Linked DNA regions of Mus musculus: regions 2, 3 and 4 are each linked to region 1. Evidence: chromatin contacts called from public Hi-C and HiChIP or PLAC-seq data. All regions are on one chromosome and are shown on one strand. The core of a region is the stretch at or near the end of the contact, and the rest is flanking DNA. Distances in the headings are between cores, read along the strand shown. Region 1 holds the start of Aldh4a1 (aldehyde dehydrogenase 4 family, member A1). Region 2 holds the start of Pink1 (PTEN induced putative kinase 1). Region 3 holds the start of Mul1 (mitochondrial ubiquitin ligase activator of NFKB 1). Region 4 overlaps Gm13025 (a long non-coding RNA gene).

Region 1 (2,648 bases), core at 54-2,553:
AGGAAGGCAGGCAGAAATGGGGAATAATACCCAAGTTCAAACAGGCCGTGAGCCATACTGGGGCAGGATATTGGAACACATCACTAAGGCAGCCAGGATTCTGGCTGAAAGCAAGCAGCTCTCTGCCCTAGGGCTTACCTGTCTCTTCATTACGTTTGTTTGTTTGTTTGTTTGTTTGTTTGTTTTTGAGACAGGGTTTCTCGTGTATCCCTGACCCTCCTCGAACCTGCTCTTGCAGAACAAGCTGGCCTTGCACTCAGTGACCTGCCTGCCTCTGCCTCCCGGTGATTTATTAAGGAACTTGTCTGAATGGATTTAGGCAAACCTCAAAATGAGCCCCATGCCACGCAGAGCCGCATCACACGTTATAAAAGTCATTATGGCACCCACCGTAAAACAAAAGCCCAATATTGAACAAAAAGGGAGTGGGGTGGAGAGGTCCCTGGGAGTGTCGGAAGGCTCCAGAATGGGAACACAGGGCCGGCCAAGGTCTGGGAGAATCAGCAAATTTGAAATATACAGCGTTAGGAGAAAGAGGGGTGTAGGAAGGGGGCGTGGGCACAAATCCGGACGCCACACCCTCCCTGGGGTTCCTTGGATAGGAAAACTGGCCATCTAGGACATTGGTTTGCAACCTGTAGGTCGCCACCCCGAGCGATCCTTTCACAGGGGTCGCATATCAGCTATTCTGCATATTAGATATTTACATGACGATTTATAACAGTAGCAAAATACGGTTATGAAGTGGCATAATTTTTCGGTTGGGGAGTCACCACACCAAGAGGAAAGGGTCACAGCATTTGTTAAGAACCACTGCTCTAGAGAGACCTGGTAAGGCGCCACAGGTTCTCCATGGGAGAGTGGCTCTGCAGGTCGCGACCCGGCGCGCACTTAGGGGAGCCATAGGGACCCTGGAGATAATGGCTGCAACCTGGAGGACCCACAGAGTGGGATCTGTCCACGGCTCTCAGGACTCAGGCAGCAGAGGGGTTCACTCACCCAGCGCCCCTCCAGGCATGGGACAGCAGGGATCGGCGGAGCGACGGCAGCGGCAGCATCGCGGAGACTCTTAACAGTCTTGCGCAGCTGTGGGAAGCTCAGAGTCAGCCCCACCGGGCTGGACTAGACAAGCCCGGAGCGCACTACCTCTGCGGGAGGCGCAGCATCGCCCGGTCCACCTCCTTCGGGGCCCCTCCTCGGGTACCCTTCCCCCTCTGTCAATAAACATCAGCTGTATTTAACATCAAAATTGCTACTGTGGACTGCGGGTCAAGAGAATGCAGCAGAAAAGCCCTGAAATGATACTCTCTTCTCCTCGTCTCCTCTCCTTATGGTATGACCCAAGGAGAGAGGGCGTGAGCCTCACTGACCAATCAGAGTCTCGCATGAAAGCCTCCAGGCCAATCAGCAGGACAGGCAAGCTGCAGCCTTCTTAGGCAGGGCTGGAGAGTTGCAGGAGCCAATGACAGATCCTGCACAGAGCGCGTGCTCAGTAGTAGAAGTGGCCGGGGGGGGGGGGGGGGGGGGACCCGGTCGACGCGACAGGTGCTACTTGGGTCCCCAACACTTGGTGGCTGGAAGGCTGGACATCTGCAGGCTACAACTCTGCCCGGGCCCGCCGAGCCACACCAAGGCCAGCTCCCTGCCACCTCCCCGGGGGCTGCCACCGTGCATGGAGCCTGATCTGCCCTCCATCTCCCAGCCTGGCTCAGGGCCAAGCCTGGGCTTGCTTCCTTCCAGATTGGAATCAGAATGAGATAAAACCCTAGCGGGCCTGAACTTAACGTTCTTCGTTTTAATTTTCTTTATTTCTTCCTTTTCTTAAAAGCCTCTAGCCACAAAAACCAGTTGTTCCTGCCTCTGTCCCTCTGTCCCTCTGCCCCGTGGTTAAAATTTTCAGTTTTCTTCATGAGACGTTGTTTGATGAATACTCGAACGTATTAAAACAGCTTCCGAAACCTGCTCTTAGAATGATGCCTTAGGGAACCACTGTATTCCTAAGATACTGGTATGGGTTTTCTTACTTTATTCTCTTTGGGTTTTGTTTTTGTTTAATTTTTTTAATTTTTTTTTTTTGGCTTGGTTTTACTTTTTCAGACAGGGTTTCTCTGTGTAGCCTTGGCTATCCTGGAACTGGCTCTATAGACCAGGCCCTGAATTTACAGAGATCCACCCGCAGGTCTGCCTCCAGAGTGCTGGGATTAAAGGCCTGCACCACCACAGTCCTGCTTCAACGTGTTTCTCTGTCTTTGACAATGTAACCAGGGCATTTACTTTGGGGTCCCTCTGGTTCTAATTTGATACCACACTGGGCAGATTCGCCTCAAAACACCATGACCAAAAAGCAAGTGGGGAGTTAAAGGTTTACGTGTGCAAATTTTCAGCTCATCACTGAGGCAGGAACCTGGAGGCAGGAGCTGATGCAGAAGCCGTGGAGGGACGCTGCTTACTGGCTTGCTCAGCCTTACAGGTGGACCGCCAGTCCAGGGGTTGGACTACCTAGAATAGGCTGGGCCCTCCCACATCAATCACAAATTAAGAATTTTTTTTGCCCAAGTAGCTGTGCAGTGGTAGTGCATACCTTTACATCTAGCACTTAGGAGGTAGATGCAGACAGATCTCTGAGTTTGAGGCTAGCCTGGTCTACA
Region 2 (2,648 bases), core at 42-2,541, 1.3 Mb after region 1:
TTTTAGGAGAGTTATATTTCGCCTAGGACGCATCACTCCCTGATTGGCTGCAGCCCATGGCCGAGCTGACGTTCACGGGAAAGGCAGAGTACAAGTAGTCGTAAAATACCCTTGGCACATGCGCAGATTATTTGTTTACCACTTAGAACACAGGATGTCAGCGCCATCTTGTGACGGCGAATGTGGGGGCGGCTCCCAACACTACCTCTGGTGGGTAGTGGGTTAAAAGAGAGGTTAAAGCATTGAAGAACCATCATTTAAAATAGGCTTTGAAGGCTGGGCAGTGGTGGCACACGCCTTTAATCCCGCACTTGGGAGGCAGAGGCAGGTGGATTTCTGAGTTCGAGGCCAGCCTGGTCTACAGAGTGAGCTCCAGGAGAGCCAGGGCTATACAGAGAAACCCTGTCTCAACACCCCCCCCCCCCAAAAAAAATAGGCTTTGAAAAAAATTAAAAATTTCACTGGATGACCAGTATTTGGTATTATGTGATTTTACACACACACACACACACACACACACACAAAATTATGCTTAAGTCAGAGACAAGCAAAAAGATTATTCAGCCTGATGTGGTGGTATATACCTGTAATCCCCACACTCCAGAGGGCCATCCTAGTCTACAGGAAGAATTCCAAGCCAACCAGGGCTATGCAAGGCCTTGTCTCAAATAAAGTAAAATAAAATGAGTAAAAATAGTAACAGGGTTAATAACCTTATTATCAGCTAGCTATTCGTAACAAGCAGTTTAAGTCATAGGGATTTATTAAGCATCTGGGTGGCTTCTGGTTAAGTCTCCCAGTCAGTCTCAGACCTCAGCTCCTGCACCCACTGGTGCATAAATTATGGCCTTTGGTCAAGATTTCCCTCCAAGATCTAAGCCCCGGAACCTCCAACCTGTCTGTACAGGAGCATGAGAGCACTTGGGAGTGGGGGAGAAGAGCCAAGGTCTTCCCTCGATAGCCAGGGCAGTGTGAACTTCAACCTCAACTCTAATACCTGCAAGCAATCTGGAAACACCACAGTCGCTTATCTACAAAATTGGCACTCATATCATGGGGGGGACAGTCAAACTAGCTAACAGGTGTAAAGGGCCTGGATCGGTGACTGATAACAAATATTAGTTTCCTGGCTCAACGTCTCATCTTAACCAGGACCAGTGAAGTTGTTCACAACCCCTCGACCTGGGTTCAAAGTGCAAACCAGCTGCACCAAGGGATGCAGGGATGAGCGGGTAGCGCCCCCGCGTGCTGCGCAGGAGAACTGCCGGGGACCGCCCCCCGCGCTTGCGCACAGGCGCCGCCCCCGAAGTTTGTTGTTGTCCCAGACGTTTGTGGCGGTGGCAGCTGGCTCCGGTCACCGCGCCACCATGGCGGTGCGACAGGCACTGGGCCGAGGCCTGCAGCTGGGTCGGGCGCTGCTGCTGCGCTTCGCGCCCAAGCCCGGCCCGCTGTTCGGCTGGGGGAAGCCCGGCCCCGCGGCGGCCTGGGGCCGCGGAGAGCGCCCAGGCCAGGTCGTAAGCCCCGGAGCACAGCCTCGGCCGGTCGGGCTCCCCCTCCCGGACCGCTACCGCTTCTTCCGCCAGTCGGTAGCTGGGCTGGCGGCGCGGATCCAGAGGCAGTTCATGGTGCGGGCCCGGGGCGGCGCAGGCCCTTGCGGCCGAGCGGTCTTCCTGGCCTTCGGGCTGGGGCTGGGGCTGATCGAGGAGAAGCAGGCGGAAGGCCGGAGGGCCGCCTCGGCCTGTCAGGAGATCCAGGTGAGAGCGGCGGTGGGCGGGAGCGCCGGGAGCGGGCCGAACCGGGCCAGAGTGTAGCCCTGAGGCCAGCCGGGCCGGGGCGGGGCCTAGGCCAGGAGGAGGCGGGGTTAGGAGAGTGAGTGATCTGGGTGGGGCGGGGCCAAATTGGACAGCAAGGGCGGAGTTAGTTGGATAGTTGTTGGGGCAGCCTCAGAATCCTAGTGGTGTAGGGGCGGGTCGTGAACCAGGGCGTGGTAGGAGCCTGGGCATTGGGAAGGGCAGGTCTCTGAGCCGTGATTGGGCAATTTAAGGGGGTGGGGTACTCGTGGACCAGACTGAGTGGCTGGTGGCATCTTAGTTATGTGTCTAAGAGCATGAGGACATGCCTAGACCTTGGGGGGGGGGGTAGGTAGATCAGGGGATAAGGCAAAGATTAAAATCTATCTATGACTTGGACTATACATTTCTTGGAATTGATCTGTTAATTAAGGCTGACCTATTTCCCATTACTGATGGCCTGATATGCCGACACTTTGCAAACAGTATGGTTTAAAAGCTGCTGATTATTGGTCTCTGTTGCACTGTAACAAATGGCTTTGAGTAAATTTCTTTTCTTTTGGGATGCATAAAAGGGGGACAGAGCCTTGATTTGTATATGTAGCCCAGGTTTGTCTTGAACTTTTTTTTTTTTTAGTTTTTCAAGACAGGGTTTCTCTGTGTAGCCCTGGCTGTCCTGGAACTCACTTTGTAGACCAGGCTGGCCTCGAACTCAGAAATCCACCTGCCTCTGCCTCCCAAGTGCTGGGATTAAAGGTGTGCACCACCACAGCCCGGCTGGATGATAACATTTGGAATGTAAATAAATAAAATATCCAATTGAAAAAAAAAAGTCACTCAGGAGGCAGAGGCAGGCGG
Region 3 (2,648 bases), core at 51-2,550, 1.2 Mb after region 1:
CTTTCACATCTTTACCTTATTACTTTTTATTATATGGGTGGTTTTGCCTGCATGCATGTCTGTGTATCACATACATGCCTGGTACCCAATAGAGGCCAAAAGATCACCTGGGACTGGAGACAAAAATAAAACAGAGACGGAAATGTGCCGTCTGAGCTGTTAAGTGCAACCCTCAAATGAGAATGTAGTTTTAAAGTAACTATAATATACAAAGAAATGACTGTAGAAACCTGGAGCGGAGCGGTTAAATAGATGAGCCTTTAAGTTCTCTGTTCTCCAAATGAGCCTCTAAGTTTGCTGTTCTTCACGTTGGAATCACCCCTGCCTTACATATCTTCACATCCTCCATCTCCGACCCAAGTATCACCTTGTTTAAAATGGCGACGCCCCCCTGTCAATGGCCATAATCTAGAATCACTTGGAAAGAGTGTCTCAACAAGGAACTGTCTATATTGAGTCAGCCTGTGTAGGCATAGCTGTTTAGACACTGTCCTGATAGCTCTAACTGAAGGGGGGAAACTCGCTGTTGTGTTGTGACTGACACCATTCTCTAGGTCTGGGCTCTGGACTGTTTAATAGTTGTTTCTCTCGACTCAGACGTGATTTGCAGCTGACTCAAGTTCCTGGCCTGGACTTCCCCGCGATGATGAATGGTAACCTGAAACTACAAACGAAATAACCCTTCTCCCTCTCCTAAGCTGCTTTCTGTCAGATATTTTACTATAGCAAAAGGAACGGAACTCTCCGTTTCCCTATCTTTCCGCTTTTCTCTGCCCTACTCCAACCCGATTCTCGCCCTATCACACGATCCAATTACGTGTAGGCGTGTGGTTGACCTAGAATGCACTGTGCACCAGGACAATGGCCTGTTTTTCTCACTACCTGGTGCCCAGCAGGTTTTCGAGAAACAGTTTTACAGCACTGCAATAACGTCCAGTGACACTGAGGGTCACTGGGGGGGGGCAGCCTCGCTGCAGCAGGTGCCCGGGATCCCCTCTGGCTGCGCGTCGTCTGGGGCCCTGTGGCTCCCCGGTGCGCCCCGGCGCGAGCTGCCAGTGAGACCGGGCTGCCCACCCCACCCCCCGCACTGACCTTGAGTTCCTGCGCGACCTGGGCCTTCTGCCGGTATATGGAGTACAGTACGGCGGTGACCATCGAACTGGTGCCCAGCAGGATGACCTGGCCGAGCGACGGTCGCGAACCGCTCTCCATGGCGACCCCAAGCCGCACCAGCCGCCTCGAAATCACCTGCGACCCCTACGCAGCCGCGCAGCCCTTCCCGGAACCCGTCGCCCGTCGATGACGTAAAAACCGGAAGTGGAGGACGGGGGTGGAGCAAAGACGTTGCCTAGGTGGTTGCGACGTTACTGCGGCCTCCTGGGAAACCGGTGGGGCTGGCTGTGGTCACGTGGGAGCTCTCCCTCCGGGTTTCTAGACGTTCTTGCTCCGTTATTGTTAAATGACATCTAATTTATCCTATGAGAGCGTGCCTTGGTGCACCTATAGAGGGCAGGACTCGATCTGAGCGTCCCGGTTTCTCCTACTTTATGGGTCCTTGGGATGGAACTCAAGTTCTTAGCCATGGTGGCAAAGCACCTTTACTCACTGGTCTGTTTCTCCAGCCCTTGCTGGATTATTTGATGTCGCCGCCGTCAGATGGGGAGCTGAGTAAAACGCGTGTTCAGCACCAAGAAGTGTTAGGCTTTAAGCTATCGGAGAACCTTGAAACCTGGCTTTTAAAGATGAAGAAACTAGCCCGGCGTGGTGACGCACACCTTTAATCCCAGCACTTGGGAGGCAGAGGCAGGCGGATTTCTGAGTTCGAGGCCAGCCTGGTCTACAAAGTAAGTTCCAGGACAATACAGAGAAACCCTGTCTCGAAAAACCAAAAAAGAAGAAGAAGGAGGAAGAGGAAGAAGAAGAAGAGAAGAAAGAAGAAGAAAAAAGAAACTGGGGCCAGAGGGGATGGAGAACATGGTCGGAGCCATACTGCAAAGGAGAGCTGGAGAAAAATTAGTCCAGCTTCAAAGCCCTCAACCACTACACCAGTTGAATTGATTCTACACCAGTTGAATCGCGAAAATAGCTCTTAATCTACTGCCACGCCACCCCCAAAACAGCATACTGCTTATTTAATAATAACAGCAAATATTTTTATTGAGTGACTATTATATGCCTTGTACTGTAGTTCGTATTTCTTAGGCCTGGCCTGTGTTTCACTCCACTATCTAGGGACCAAACCCAGGGTTTCAAGTGTTCTTCCACTTAGCTCCGTCCCAGTCACTCCAGACCAGCATTTGATGCATTCAACCACTGCCACAGTAGAGTTTCAGGAGAGGAAACTGAGGCTTCGGTTAAGAAATACACACAGTCCAGCACTCAGGAAGCAGAGGAAGGCAGACCTCTGAGTTCAAGGCCAGCCTGGTCTACAGAACGAGTTCTAGTACAGTTGGGACTACACAGAGAAGCCTTGTCTCAAAAAAACAAGTGGTGGGGAGAATATAAATACACTCAGACCTTTAACTAAAAATGATAATGGGCTTCAACCCAGGTGACCTTTGGAGAACTCGTCCAACTCCTCTCAGACATCAGAGTCGCCGCAAGTCTTAGCCAGCACATCTGCCTGCAAAGCCTGGGTTCTCCTTGCA
Region 4 (2,648 bases), core at 110-2,609, 1.1 Mb before region 1:
CGAGACAGGGTTTCTCTGTGTAGCCCTGGCTGTCCTGGAACTCACTCTGTAGACCAGGCTGGCCTCGAACTCAGAAATCTGCCAGCCTCTGCCTCCCAAGTGCTGGGATTAAAGGCGTGCGCCACCACTGCCCAGCACATATACACACTCTTACACACTCGTGCAGACAGACGCACAGAGACATACATACGTACACACCCATGCACAGACACACACAGACACATGCACACACAGAGACACATGCATACACACACAGCCGGGCCATCCTCTCTGGCACGATCACCCTCTGTGCTGTGTAAATGGAACTGATGTTCTCTGAAGAGGCTACATTTGTCTTTGAGGATCTGCAGCTCTCTTGACCTTGGCTGTGTAGAACATGACACTTCCAGAGAGATGAAGGGTGTAGGTCACGAGTGCATCATCCCAGTTGTCTTCAGTCTCCCGTAGTAACCATTTTCGATCCACCTCTTGTATGACCTGACATCCTCTTGACTTTTAGAAGACATTCTTGACACACAAGGATGCAGCTTCCATCAACCCTTAAGCTAAGACTTTGATTCGATAGGTTTTTGAAAGCAGGGAGCTGTGCTTGCCTGCAGCCTTCAGGAAGCCAATGCTTCGGCCTGGCACTTTATAAAGCAGGAATCGACACACACACCTGCAATCTCATCTTGGAAGGTGGAGGCAGGAGGATCAGAAATTCTACAGCATCTTTGGTCACACGGAGCGTGTAAGGCTAGTCTGGATTATGTCTCAAAACCAGGGAACCAGTCATGGTTGCCCGGGACTTTAATCCGGGCACTCAGAGGCAGGTGGATTTCTGTGAGTTCAGCTCAGCATTTCCTTCAGCTGCTATGGTTTGTCTACCTGAAGGCACGGCCAATGCATTCTAGTTTTGCTTTGGGACAGGGTTTCATGTATCTCAGGCTGGTTTAGAACTCACGACCCAGGTGAGGGTGACCTTGAACTGATCCTTCGGTTTTCTGAGCAATAGCATGGCAGGCACGCCCACATGCAGTGCTGGGGACTGAACCTCTGGCTTTGTGTACTAGGTGAGCGGTTGAGCCACATCCCACTCCCCCATCCCCCACCCCCTCTATAATGTGCAATGATTCACGACTTGCCTTTTGTCCTGTGACTATACAGGCCAACGTCACCTTCCCAAGTGTCATTTCCCAGTCCTTTGCACTAACTTGAACTTGAACCTACTACTGGTCCAGAGAATGGAATCTGTGGCTCGGGGTGGGGTGGAGGCGGGTCATTCACTTTCCCTAAGGGCCATTCCTAGGACAGTGGGGTCCTGGGAAGAGACAGGCAGAAGGAATTACTGAGATACTATGGTCTCCTCCCAGAAGCCCTGTCCCTAGTGGGGAAGCCCATTTATTGCAGCCACTTAATCTGGTAAATTTGTTTATTTAGCAAGCGTAAGTTTATCCTTTCTCCTATCTCTTTTTTAAGCCAGGTTTTGGGGGTTCCCTCTGACATTCCGGCCTTCCTTACACTTTCTCCAAAGCCTCCCTTGGCACCATGTGGCCGCTTGCTAGCCACGTGTCTGACTTCCGTCCCAGCTTAAATGGCATGGTCCCAGTTCCCTTTCTGTGCTCTCCTCCTCTGGGCAGCTGCGGAGGTTTACAGCCTGCCCGCCCTGGGGGTTTTCTTTTAGACTCTAATAAAATTGTCCTTGTGTCTCCAATTGAGTTCATTCTTAAATCCGTTTATTAATGAAGCTAGGAACCCCAGGAGGGACCCCCTCAGTTTCCCCAGATCAGTTTGGGCAGAGCTGCTGTTTGACATGAGCAACCGCAGCTGGCTCAGCGCTAGCCCCGGGGGGGGGGGCCCCCACCTCACAGATGTCAGCAGTTCCTCCTTCCTTTCAGCTGGAAAACCCGAAAATATCTCCTGACATTGACAGATGTTCTGTGGGGGGCAATCACAGCCCCCCTCCCTTCCTGATGGAGAACCACGAAACGGCTGGAAAAAATGACCTTCCACTGTGGTACAGGAGCTGGCGCTCCGGCTGGGGCCCCTCTGGGGGTCAGAACCAGATGTTCTGCTTTGATCCTGACAATCTAACAGACTGTGTGGCCATGTGTTTCCTATCTGCTGGGGGCCCAGAGACCTCATTGTTCTGGGGCGGGGCCTGAAGTCTGTGGGAATTACCAGGCTCCCTGTGGGACGGTAGAGGGAAGAACATGTCAGTGATGTCTTGGTTAATGAAGAAACATGCCATTCTGTGAAAGGGGAAAAAAAAGAGAGAGAGAGACAAGTTGGTATTAGGGGTGCGTGCCGGTGGTGGTCCCTCCTCTTGGGAGGTGGAGGCAGGGGGATTTCAAGTTGAAGACTAGCCTGGGCTACCTATTGAGACCTTGACTCAAATAAGTAGGTAAATCAGCAAGGTGTTAGTGAGCTCAGCAGTCAGGGACAAGGACACGCACTGCTGCTGTCCCTGGGGGGTGGGGGTGGGGTAGCTCACAATGATCTGATCTGTGCAGCCAGATCCAGGGAGTTGACACGTCTGGCCTCTGTGGGGACATGCACGGACTAAAGCGTCTGCCTCCTGCTCGAGATCTGATTCTAGGCACCCACGGAGGAGCCCGCTGAGCCTTTAGGCTTAGCATTGGAGAGACAAGAGACTGGGGATCCCTGGA

What was found. A called contact is a pair of places that touch in the nucleus more often than the background predicts. HiChIP or PLAC-seq counts read pairs in DNA pulled down with a chosen protein or histone mark.
Region 2: a Hi-C map of regulatory T cells shows a contact between it and region 1, with 4 times the contacts expected there. The contact joins the promoter of Pink1 here to the promoter of Aldh4a1 in region 1. A contact is called at or near these places in 1 of 39 promoter capture datasets (liver) and 2 of 484 Hi-C or Micro-C datasets (B cells and regulatory T cells).
Region 3: a contact with region 1 is called in an H3K27ac HiChIP or PLAC-seq map of microglia, with 8 times the contacts expected there. The contact joins the promoter of Mul1 here to the promoter of Aldh4a1 in region 1. A contact is called at or near these places in 1 of 39 promoter capture datasets (pre-B cells) and 1 of 115 datasets of contacts at active chromatin or transcription factors (microglia).
Region 4: a contact with region 1 is called in a Hi-C map of B cells, with 7 read pairs. The contact joins the enhancer-like site here to the promoter of Aldh4a1 in region 1. A contact is called at or near these places in 1 of 39 promoter capture datasets (embryonic stem cells), 1 of 15 datasets of contacts at CTCF or cohesin (large pre-B cells), 1 of 484 Hi-C or Micro-C datasets (B cells) and 1 of 115 datasets of contacts at active chromatin or transcription factors (large pre-B cells).

What each region holds. Positions count from the first base shown.
Region 1 is chr4:139,621,549-139,624,196 of GRCm38.p6, reverse strand. Aldh4a1 (aldehyde dehydrogenase 4 family, member A1) reads right to left here and starts at 1,303. Exons shown (of 15, transcript NM_175438.4): 1 at 1,000-1,303. The coding sequence starts at 1,058.
Region 2 is chr4:138,324,939-138,327,586 of GRCm38.p6, reverse strand. It overlaps Pink1 (PTEN induced putative kinase 1), which reads left to right and starts at 1,291. Exons shown (of 8, transcript NM_026880.2): 1 at 1,291-1,754. The coding sequence starts at 1,368.
Region 3 is chr4:138,433,324-138,435,971 of GRCm38.p6, reverse strand. Mul1 (mitochondrial ubiquitin ligase activator of NFKB 1) reads right to left here and starts at 1,300. Exons shown (of 4, transcript NM_026689.3): 1 at 1,093-1,300. The coding sequence starts at 1,212.
Region 4 is chr4:140,683,667-140,686,314 of GRCm38.p6, reverse strand. Gm13025 (a long non-coding RNA gene) reads right to left here. Exons shown (of 3, transcript XR_001784551.2): 3 at 204-2,231. Among named protein-coding and RNA genes, the nearest start is that of Gm13025, 5.2 kb to the right of the region's middle. Within about 2 kb of position 1,359, at least 126 of the 459 cell types and tissues checked have an H3K27ac peak or open chromatin away from gene starts, as enhancers often do. A contact at or near this core is called in B cells and embryonic stem cells, where this site is marked.